Regions from separate parts of the Zea mays genome. Here region 2 is linked to region 1. Evidence: chromatin contacts called from public Hi-C data. All regions are on one chromosome and are shown on one strand. The core of a region is the stretch at or near the end of the contact, and the rest is flanking DNA. Distances in the headings are between cores, read along the strand shown. Region 1 holds the start of LOC100193404. Region 2 holds the start of LOC100276712.

Region 1 (5,688 bases), core at 1,909-4,408:
TAGGCCAAGGATCCCACGCCATCAAGTGGTGTGTACACGTGGGCCGTTTTTTACTAAAACTCATCTGTGACCAATTTATTTCATCATTACGTCAGCCGATCAAGCCAAATTAATCTGTGACGTTCCTTTCATTTTCGTCTATGACGTTCCTTTCATTTTCGTCTTTAATATTCAAGTCTAATCTTCGTCCCTTGTAATTGTTGACGAAGATGTAAATTTGGTCATAGAAATGTATCAATCTGTGACTGAAGTCACCAGCGTCACTAGAAAATCGTCACTGATGATCACATTCTTACTAGTGTGCAGGTGGGAAGGTGAATCGTCAAGTCGCCTGCACCCGCTGAGCAGTCGCCCGCACTCGCTGAACGGTGGACCACTCGGCGTCTGGCAAGTGAATTACCAGATCGTTCGTACCCGCTGTGTGGTGGGCCACCTTGCACTCCAAATATTTTAATCGTTTCTCGGCAACGAGCTCAGGGAAGGTGTTTTCGGACCTTCGGCTCTCCGAAGCCTAGGAGACTTTTTCACGGATCAAGCTCGTTACGAAAAACGATCTAGCACCGCGAAGGGGCTACTGTTGGGGGTATGCTTCGTCGCCGAAGATCCTGTAAGAAGAAACACCTTCGGCAGATCCTCTCAAAAGCAGTACCGAAGTTATTGTCCATAAAGCTTCGACATAGCCTTATGTCTCAAGACGAAGGAGTGAACCGACTTAAAGATGAAATGACCAATTGACCCGTGATAGCTTGTATTATGATTATAAGCATTTGTAAAGGGCACGAATGTAATTTCTCACAAGCTGTATCCTGTGCCTATAAATAGATGAACAGTACCCTCGTACTGTTCACGGAATCTTGTAATCGCTTGCACGCGACACTCGAATTATTGCCTTCTGTCAAGACGAAGGTATAAATATGATTAAATATTATGTTTTAATATTTAAGTTTGTATGATGAAATATGTGAATAAGTTTAAGTGTTTTGATATATTATTCTTTCATGTTTCATATTTTATGTATTTTATCGTTTACTATTTCATAATTCTATTCACGAAGGTATAATCTTCGTGAGCTCTGCTCATGATCTTCGTCCGAAGATCATTATACCCTTGGGGAGATAATGTTTCAATGGACGAAGGGTATTAACATTTAACATTTTATGTTGCCTTGTTTTTAATTCGAAGCATTTGAGAACAAGTCTCCAACACCGTGTTTTATTAAAATAAAATCTATCTTTATGATATATAAAAGCCGTAGCAATACACATGCACATGACTAGTTAAACCTAATTAGTTAATGATATGCTAATATGATACTACAGTAAACATTTGTTAGTTATGGATTAATTAGGTTTAATATTTTTTCTATGTGTTTAGTCTTCAACTATGTAATTAGTTTATAATTAGACCATATTTAATACTCATAATAAATATTTGATGTAAACTTTAATCCCTGTAACCAAACACGCAAAGTATGATCGACCATATTTGGGTCGGAACGAGATATTTTGACGTTGGGAGGGGTCACTGACACGTGGACCCTAGGTGCAATGACCCAACTGTACAGTCGGAGGATCCGTGTCTCTTTGGGACCGTGCATCCTCGCGCGCGGCGAAGGCCTAAAGAATCGAGTAAAACATTCCCCCTATGTCGCACTTTCTTGCCACATCAGCAAACTCTCTTCCTCTATATCTCTACTTTGTGCAATAGTTCCTGCTAAATTCTTCTCCTATACCCCACTATCTTTATAAAATATCATTTCTCATACTTATTTATCATCCATTATTATTTTTCCACAACTAACAAATACATGTGTGCACTAAAATCGAGACAAGAGGGGGCAGGTTGCCACCCCACATCTACCGGAGTGCTGTAGCATCTGCTAGCATCGTGGCCGATAGAGGTGTATTTAGAGGGCACCGTGCCATGTGGAGGCACACCTGTAGCCGCTACTAAGGGAGGGGGAGCGTTGAAGCCAGTCGAAGTCTATGGTTTCTCCTAAATTTCTCCTCCTATATCACTTTTTGTGTCACATCATCAACATTTCATCCCTTACTTTTTCATCTCCCGCAGCGGTTTCCCCTATTTTCTCCTCTTATACCCCACTACAACCATAAAATATTATTTCATATACAATTTTTTATTCACTATCAATTTTTCTTCTACTAACAATTGGAGTCAGATCTACAGCACAGTATAAGGGAGAGGAGACGAGCGCTCTGCATCGAGCGGGAGAGAGAAGAGGAGGGTGCGTACCCTGCATCGTGGGGGGCACCGTAGGGGACAGCCCTGTGGCGCCTAGGGGCTGCATGTTGCCTCCACGGGAGGGGAGGGGGAGCGGCCGCACCAGCCGCTGTAGACATACACCACAAGAACAAATAAAGGAAAATATGGAGGGGAGTTGAATACGGTGGGTGGCTGAAAGGAAAATAATATTTTATAATGTTGGTGGGCTTTAGGATGATGAGACAGAGGAACCGTTGCAGAGATTATAAAATAGGGGGAACAAAAATATTGATGTGAAGGAAAAAAAATGAGATATAGAGGGATAAATTCAGAGGCCGCACGGTCTCTTGCCCTAAGGCTATCCGCAACCGTTACCTCTAAATTTTTCCCCCTATATCACTTTTTTCCCCTATGCCCCCCTATTTTTTCATCTTCCACAGCGGTTCCCCCTAAATACTCTCTCTATACCCCACTACAACCATCAAATATCATTTTCTATACCTACATTTTATCCACTATCAATTTTTATCCACTAATAATTCATCGTGGGCCCACAACACAGTGCCAAACAGTGTAAGGGCGCATGAACAGTGAACCGCCAGGAGTGGAGGGAGAGAGAAGCGCTCCCCTCAGTAGGGGGCTCCGTAGAGGCAACCGTTGCGCGGGTGGGAGGTCTTCTGTACACGGCATGCAAGGGGAGAGGAAAGTATAGCGGCGACCCGTGCAGACAGTCTAATAAACGTTCACCACCCAACTGCATGCCCACATCCTGGACGGACCAATGCCGGCCATCTCCAAGGTTCCATGACGGAGGCCATGTCCACGTGGAGTACACGCCATCACGGCGCCCGACCGCCCGTCGATAATCTGGAGCCCACGGACGACATGGGCGTGAAGCGCCCTAGCCCCTAGCCCCTAGCTAGCTGGTCAGAATGAATTCATTGCCAACGTCGCGTCGCGTCGCGTTAATGTGCAGGAGGGCAACCACCAGCTACCCCTCTCTCTTACTGCTTCGAACTTGTCTCTCCATATTCCTTCCCGCACGCCCACATAGAAACAGAAGTTCACACACGAACAATACTACTACTACTATAAATACAGGAGAATGTTTTGCCGCATGTTTTTCATTTTAATTTAGTGCACGATTTGTTGCATCGTAGCCAACTAGCAACGACAACCCAGCTAGTGATTCGGTTGCCGCCATGGCTTATTTGCTCAAGAGCAGGAGTAAACCAGTGCAGCAGCTGCTGGTACCCGCGTCTTCAGAAGAACAGCAGAGAAGGGTAAGGTTTTTTCAAGGTCAAATTCTGTGCATAGCCTTTTCGATCTACTTATTCTATATCTAGTTTGTGTGTTCTCTTCCTAGAAAGCAAGCGAAGAAAGAAATGCATTCTGGGGTTGATTTTTAGGGAGCATGCAAATGGCAACAAGCTGAATCCCCCCGGTCACTTGTTTGGTAAGGGATTGTGAGGAATATAGACTCCAGATGGATGGCAAATCCGTATCCTGGAGTCATCCTCCTTTCATACAAGTTAACCGTAAGCAAGATGTTCTATTGTTCTACTTCTAATAACCAGGGGAGTCTGGGAGCTAGAATTCCGGGGTCCCAAGTTGTTCTATTGTTCTCAAGAGCAAGATGTTCTATTGTTCTCCTTTTACAAGTTATCCCAAGTTGAACATAAATCTATACATTCTAAAACACCAAAACTCCTAACTAACTCAATAGAATTAAATTGTTCATGACTCCGACCATGTTTTTTTGAGTTGTTTGGCATACCAACTTTGTTCAATATAAATTTTCCTTTTTGTTGGATATGTCCTTTCTCAACGGACCTATTGATTTTCTTTGTTGAAACCTGACCACATCCTTGATTCTTCATGAGTTTATTGTGATTTAAATTGATTGTGCTATAATTCCTAATTATGTGGGAAATCTTGATTGTAATGGAAATGTTGTGGGGAGATGCTAGAGGTGGGTGCATGTGGTGGTGGTTGTGGAATAAGATATGAAATGAGCCAGAGATGGCTGCTAGCAGAATAGGGTCAACAACTATGGGTAGGAGCCTCGATAGAAACCACCTATCCTCCCAAGCCTTTACCTCATGGACCTCTATCAGGTCTCCTTGGTTGCACCTTTTTTTCCTCACCTACATCTAGCCATGAATCGTAAGAGCACATGCCTGAAGGTCTCCTAGTTTCCTTCCATCTAGTGTTCCCTTTTGAAATTTAAGTAGTAGAGATTCCGACAAACACACTTACCTACATGAAAACAATCTTCCATTAGTGAAAGTTGGTCTCCCGCATATTCCTTTGAACCCACACTAGTCTTGATCTTATGTTTTCCTCTATTCCTATTCTATGGTTTATGCAGAATAGTAGGGTGGTGACTCTCAAATCAAGATCCAATGAAAGTTGCCTGTAAAATTCCACAATTAAACCTAGCTTCTTCCTCTAGGTTAAGTGGTTGCATTTGATAACCAAATCTAAAAAAACTAAGGTTATGCACCAACCCATCTCGCTAATTAGTGAATAGATGTTGGCCTCAAATAGCGCCACATGTCTTAAAAATTCCATGTCTACCTTTTGCCTCTTAGAATTTTAATTTGTCATAAAGGTGCTATGGTAGACCTATATTCCTCTTCAAGAGCCCAAACCATAGCTCCCTTGGGTCATCGCTTCCCCTCACTAGACACCTTGGCATAATAAGAATTATTTTTCTCCCCCTTAATAAAATTTTCAATTTACGGATGGATGGTAAGGCTCCTACTTATGGGTCTACCAAGGCACCATGTGAAGGGGGCGGAGAATGGGGTCGATTATAGAAATTGAGCCAAAGGTAGAGTAGAACATGAGAAGGGTATGGGGTAGTTGGAATTGGGGCATGGGTGGGCCATATGCATAATCCATCGGTACTATACAAAGCTCATCACTACCACTTCACTAGTTTTCCTAACATTTGTGAGAGAGGACAATGATAACCAATAATATCACTACCTAATCAAAATTAGTGATGATAAACTCATCACCATTGGCCTGGCGTATCATCCGTTGGTGATGTTGTTTCCATAACTTTTGGTCTCGTTTATGATACGACGGTGATGAAGTGGACATCACTACTGGTTTGTACTATGATATGTTGGTGATGAAGTGGACATCACCATCGGTCTAGCGTATGGTTCGATGGTGATGAAAAGAGATCATAATTGTTGGTTTATCATTTGATCCACCAATGAAGAAGTGATCAATACAGCCAGTGCAACATATGATCCCATAGTGACGATAAGGTCATCACCTCAGTTTATCATTTGATCTAGTAGTGATGCAGAGCTCATCACCGGCTGTGCAATGTTTTATTCGATGTTGATGTCTTGGTGGTGGATGGCTTGATTAGTCACTATGATAATTTCTTGCAAAGATAGAAGAAAATTACTCGACCTATATCTCGAAACAAATAATACAATCCTT
Region 2 (5,741 bases), core at 55-2,554, 150 kb before region 1:
GCTTGTAACCCCTACTACGAGCACCCCGGTGCAAGATAACATAAGCCTCATCCATCTGGGAAGAGACACGCAACATCAAATTCACTAGTCGGTTGAGGGTCCTCGCTGGTCCAAAACGCCGACATCACTAATACAAGGTCAATACCTCCTAATCTCTCAAAGTATTCAAACTTTATAATGATGCACTATACTGCCTATCATAACTTTAGATAATGTTTTATGTTTTGAAAGAGTGGATGTATTGTAGAAACACTTGTTCTTATATGTGACAATAACGAGTGTTTGAATGCACTAGAGTTAATAGTTAGTTGGCTAAAAATAGCTAGTGGAATTAGCTAGCTAACAAATACTCCTCCGTCCTAAAATAATATTCGTTTAGGGCTGATTTTGTGAACAGGGACCACTGAAGGATCTATGGAGAGAAATTCTCTTGTTATTCAAAATTGAATCGCAAGAAAATTCTTCCCCCAGGATCCCCTCGTGATCCCTGATCACCAAACATGTCCTTAGGATGTTAATTGATTCATATAATATTTAATATATGTGTATTATATATGTGTCTAGATTTATTGTCATCTACTTGAATATGGACATAAAAGTAAAAGGCTAAAACGAATTGTATATTGGGACTGAGGGAATATCTAGTTAATTGTTAACTAATTTGCTAAAAATAATTAATAGTTGAACTTTTTAGATAGACCGTATGAATGTTTTCAGCCAATTTTATCAGCTAAGTATTAGCTTTATTGTACATGACATAAGAGTCTGTTTGGTTGGGATGTGGCTGTGAAAAAAGTTGATGTGAGCTGTGAAAAAAGCTGTTGTAGGCTGTAAGCTGTTAAAAAACTAAAAGCCGTTTGGTGGAAATCACTAAAAGTCGTTAAAAATTCTTCGATATATGTTTTCACAATTCCATCCGAAAAGCCACTAAAAGCAGGTCTAGTGGTGCTTTCAGATTTGCACTACGAGAAAGTCGGCTTTTAGAAAAAACTGCTTCCTGGATCCAGCCCTTTGGTTGGCTTTTGGTTTTTAGGGGGACAAAAGCCAAAGCCAAAAGTCAAACCAAACACACCCTAAGACGAGCAATACATATAGATATATCATAAACACCGTTTATGATGCAAAATAAACGGTTTTGTTTGTAAAGTTGAAAGGGCGTAAAATTCGTTTTTAAGTGAGAAGGCAAAATCCTATGGTAATGGAGGGCAGTAAAGTGATTGTTTTCTAAAAATAATATCGACATGCCTAAGTAGAAGAAGCTCTCGTTGACTCGTGGGACCGAGAGGTGTTGTCCAGCCAGCGTATACTTCGCCACCGTACCTCACCACGTCGATGTGGATCTCATACCGTGGAACATCGAGGCATTGACCCCTCCCCCAAGCCACAAACAATCCATCTCCTCTGTCCTCTCCAACACCTGGAGAAACCACTCCAAATTGGGCACCTGAGCGCCCCATGGCCTCATCCCGGATCCCCGATGCACTGGCGGCGCCGGCGCTGACTCCGGCGCCTGCGGCCGTCCCGCTGGAGGTGCAGGCCCAAAACCCTAGCATTGCCCCCGCCGACCCGCCGTCGCCCGAGATGGAGACCACGGCGGAGGCGCTCACGCGGGAGGAGGTCCTCCGGCGGCGCCGGCGCCGCGCGGCCCGGCTAGCCGGTGTGTACCGCCAGCTATACTGGGCCATGGCCGAGGAGGTGCGCGCGCGGCACCGGCAGTACGTCTGGGACCTCGCCCGGAGCCCACTGGAGGCAGAGCAGCCGCCAGCCCCTCCAGGAGGGCCCATCCCGGCGGCCGGGGAGCTTCCGAGGCTGGCGCCGGTGCCGAGGAGGAACAAGTGCGGGTTCCCAGGGTGCAAGGTGCGGGCCATGGCCACGACCCGCTTCTGCCACTCCCACATCCTCTCCGATCCCAAACAGCGGCTGTACAAGCCCTGCGCGTACATCAACAAGAGGTTCGTTCTTCTCCCTACACTACACGTGATTTGGAAGAAGGAAGCCGTGGATCTCGGTCCATTAGGGTTTACTGATTCCGTCGCCTTACTAGTCTGCATCTGACCACCTAGTCATTCAGGTTTAAGGTTTGTGAAAGGGGATGCAACTTCTATCTTTGTTGGTTGAATTGCCATGCTTCTCTTGAGAAATCATTGAGATGACCCCCATTTGTGTGGTTTTGTATATGTTAATGACTGATTGAACAGACGGGTCATTAGAGATTATACTGTATTTGTCGTAATCTGTGTCATTTAGTGATTTTATTTTGAGGGAAAGTGGTGTTTGAACTTCATTAAATAGTGCTAAATAGGATATGCAGGCTCCAGATTGGTTGCTCCATATGGATACTCTGTGCATTGTTGCATAGACAGGTGTTTTCAATCTAAGTGTTGCCTAAAGTTGTTCAAATTGTGCAGCATAAATCTGTGTGCTTGCCTTTTCAGTTCTATCTTCCGGCTTATGGATAGCTCAATAGCTGATGTTGCATTTCATAGATTTGTCCCAGCAAACTATTGGAACAGTAACGCAGACGGGGCGCTAGGGGCCATGGCCCCCTCCAACCAAAAAGGAAAAAAATGTTTACTTGCATATCTATGGCTAAAATAAATGAGTTAGTTTATAATAAGTTAAAATTAACGCACACATGTGTTAATTGTTATGACTAGCGATTATTATATATTATATATAAACATATATTCTATTTATTGACACTACAACTATAGTTATATCTCGGGTTAGCCCCCTTCTAAAGAAAAATCTTGATTACGCTGCTGTATAGGAACATTGCTTTTGATAGAAAGCTATTTAATGATTTAGCAGAGTTGGATCGATCAGTTTCAGCAAACAATGTATATGTTTGTTTTTTTCTGTCTAAGTAACCTAATACATGTTTGCTAATGAAATATGATTTCCTATCATCATCATCATCAAGTTCCATCTATATACGTTGTGATTTGAGTAAGAACCTCAAATTGGGCGTGCTTTAATTTCTGTGGTTGTCTACTTCATTAAGATTTTGCTGTTTGCAGATATTGATTTGCATCACTTAACCTAATTAGAATTTAAAAGCCCTATTTCAAAGGCGTCACCTAGGCGTGCAGGCGGACCTAGCTCGCCTTTGGGGTCTTGTTATGCCTTTTCTACTTGATTCATAGATCGTAGTTGGATTTTTTTTACTTAACCACCAATAGCATAGTAGTGTTTTGATATAAATTATTATTTCATACAGTTTTCCCCTTATTTGATTTTAACATGAATGTTCTAACTCTTGCCCTGTTTTTTCCAGTGGGCTACAAGGTGGGCTTATCCCCTGTAGTAGGCCGATCATAAAGTCTGCAGCTCCCTCCCTCTGTAATATTCACTTGCAAAAATGCCAGAAAAACATTGCACAAGCTTATAAGAAGGTTGGCTTGAACCCACCCCTTACAGGCAAGGTCACCCTAAAGTTCAGTGTTTTGGTTGCTGAATGTGTTCGTCAGATCCAAGACAAAAGGAGAAATCACTGAAAGCTACAGCACGATAGAAATGCCCTAAAGACGGAAATGTTGTCTGAACCATACTTCGATGTACATGTGTGTACAAGCTTCATAAGATTTTTATTCTGAGGCATCCAAAGCAGTGATAACGTACTCTCTACTCTGCAAGATTACAACAGTCAGTCCTGGTTGAATGATATGAATAATGGAAACTTGCATTGTATGCATGAGTTGAAGATTAAAGTGTCATTGGAAGAATGGATCTCACGGGAATAGTTGTCAGTAGCATATTTGAAATGAAAAATTGGATCGACAAGCTTGGGGGAGGATCAAGTATAGAATCTTAAGGTGTTCTATGGTCTAATATTTATCAGGCAGTCTTTATCATGAGCTTTGCTAGTTGCTGAACATGCAGTAAGACTGCATGGTTGATATGGTGGTGTTTGTTGAAATATAATATAAGTGAATTTACCACCTCTTCATATCAGATTAAACTTTTGGATTTAACTGATTGGTGCATGCAACTTAATATGATGTTGGAGTCAGAGGTTTCGAATTCAAATCCTAATTAGCGCAATTAAAATAAAAATAATTGTTGCTCACTCTTATTCCACATCTGAGACCGAGAAAAAGTCTGGACGTGAGGGGGAGTGTTGGAATATAATATAAGTGAATTGACCACTTATTTCTATTAGCTAAAGTTTTTGGATTGGACTGGTTAATGCATGCAACTTAATAGTGTTGAACACAATCAGCTTGTTTCTAGTATTGTACAGCTGCATGAGAACTGGTGATTGCCAACATCAAACCTACCTACATGGGCTCGTATGAAAAACTTGACCACTCTTAGGATATCACTGTCCACATGTTGGTATGGATTCCATTTTGGAGTTACACAAATCCAAATTGCAACCTGCATCACATGTATAGGTAGCTCGGTATGGAAATTTGTGCATATTTTTGGAGGAAACTGAATCATTTCTTGCCAATTTGAGATTCAGTACTGGTGCTTTGCATAGAGATGTATTAATGCAAGATATGTACTTCCATGGCAAATGGACTTTGCACAATATGAGATGCTACTTACTGAGAATGTTGAACAACATGAACCAAAGTAAGAGCCTTATAAAACATCCAGCTATGAGGATACTGCAGTACACATTTATGTTTAGGGCTAGTTTGGGAACTCTATTTTTTCAAGGGATTACTATTTTTCCAAGGGAAAATGAACTAATTTTCTTTGCGAAAATGAGAATTCCGTGGAAAAATGGGGTTCCCAAACTAGCTCTTATTGAACATTTGTTGCTCGGTACTGTCATAAAATTTCAAGATGTTGCACAAAATAATTATCCTTGGTGGCTTTATGGATTGTAGCTGTTAAAAAATTAGAATGTGGCTACAATGTATAGGTATACCGGATTGTTTGATTGCAGTTTAATGGCTGTATGAACTCAGGTCTGATAAGGGCTAAGGCGACAAACAGAAGAGCATTTTACCTGATACCACAGTTTTGCTGTTACTTGATAGATGTTGCAATATGTAAATCGGTAAATGGCATTTGAGTATACTTTTTTCTTGTTTATCTTATGCTCTGATTTGTATTCCATCTTTTTTACTATTATATTCAATTTATGCGTATTATTTTCCAGCGATATTGATAATGTATAAGTTTTCATTTCCGGTCCTGGTTTCTGTCAGTGACAGCTTTTTAGACGACTGAGAAAATGTTTCTTTTAGTGCGTCACTTCGAAGTTAGAAAGGTTGTATCTTAGAACTGGGGCGCTTGGCAGCAAAGGCTGTTTTGGTTATATATGCTGGTGAATTTTAAAATCTTTTGATTACAGTCATCGGACGACCCACATCACACAATGGTTTGAGGGAGTAGCAGAGTTGCAGGACAGATACTTTCTGACCAAGCAGGACCTCTGAAACAGAAAAAGAAATGATTTCATAACTATCATCTGGGCCTTAATATTAGAATTCATTCAAAAGTACTTCCCCCCATCCCATAATAAATATTTATGGAAATTTTTTAGACAGACTAAGAGCGCTGGCAAAGAAAACAAATGTACTTTCATCTCTTTCATTTTCTAGAAGATATCTCATGAATCTAACAGTTCATAAATCAGGTTAAGATCGATCTAAACTAATTGCATTCGGCCACAGGTAATGGATCCGAAAGGTAATATTTGATGTGCATGCATGTCAACTCTTAAAACTCAAACACCTTATTAGAAATGTAAGACAATACAATATGTCAACTCTTAAACACCT

What was found. A called contact is a pair of places that touch in the nucleus more often than the background predicts.
Region 2: a Hi-C map of tassel shows a contact between it and region 1, with 3 times the contacts expected there. The contact joins the promoter of LOC100276712 here to the promoter of LOC100193404 in region 1. A contact is called at or near these places in 4 of 25 Hi-C or Micro-C datasets (ear, leaf and tassel).

Annotation. Positions count from the first base shown.
Region 1 is chr6:144,797,089-144,802,776 of Zm-B73-REFERENCE-NAM-5.0, reverse strand. It overlaps LOC100193404, which reads left to right and starts at 3,158. Exons shown (of 5, transcript NM_001358723.1): 1 at 3,158-3,506. The coding sequence starts at 3,426.
Region 2 is chr6:144,949,743-144,955,483 of Zm-B73-REFERENCE-NAM-5.0, reverse strand. LOC100276712 reads left to right here and starts at 1,304. Exons shown (of 2, transcript NM_001150435.2): 1 at 1,304-1,952; 2 at 3,278-3,827. The coding sequence starts at 1,456. The coding sequence ends at 3,497.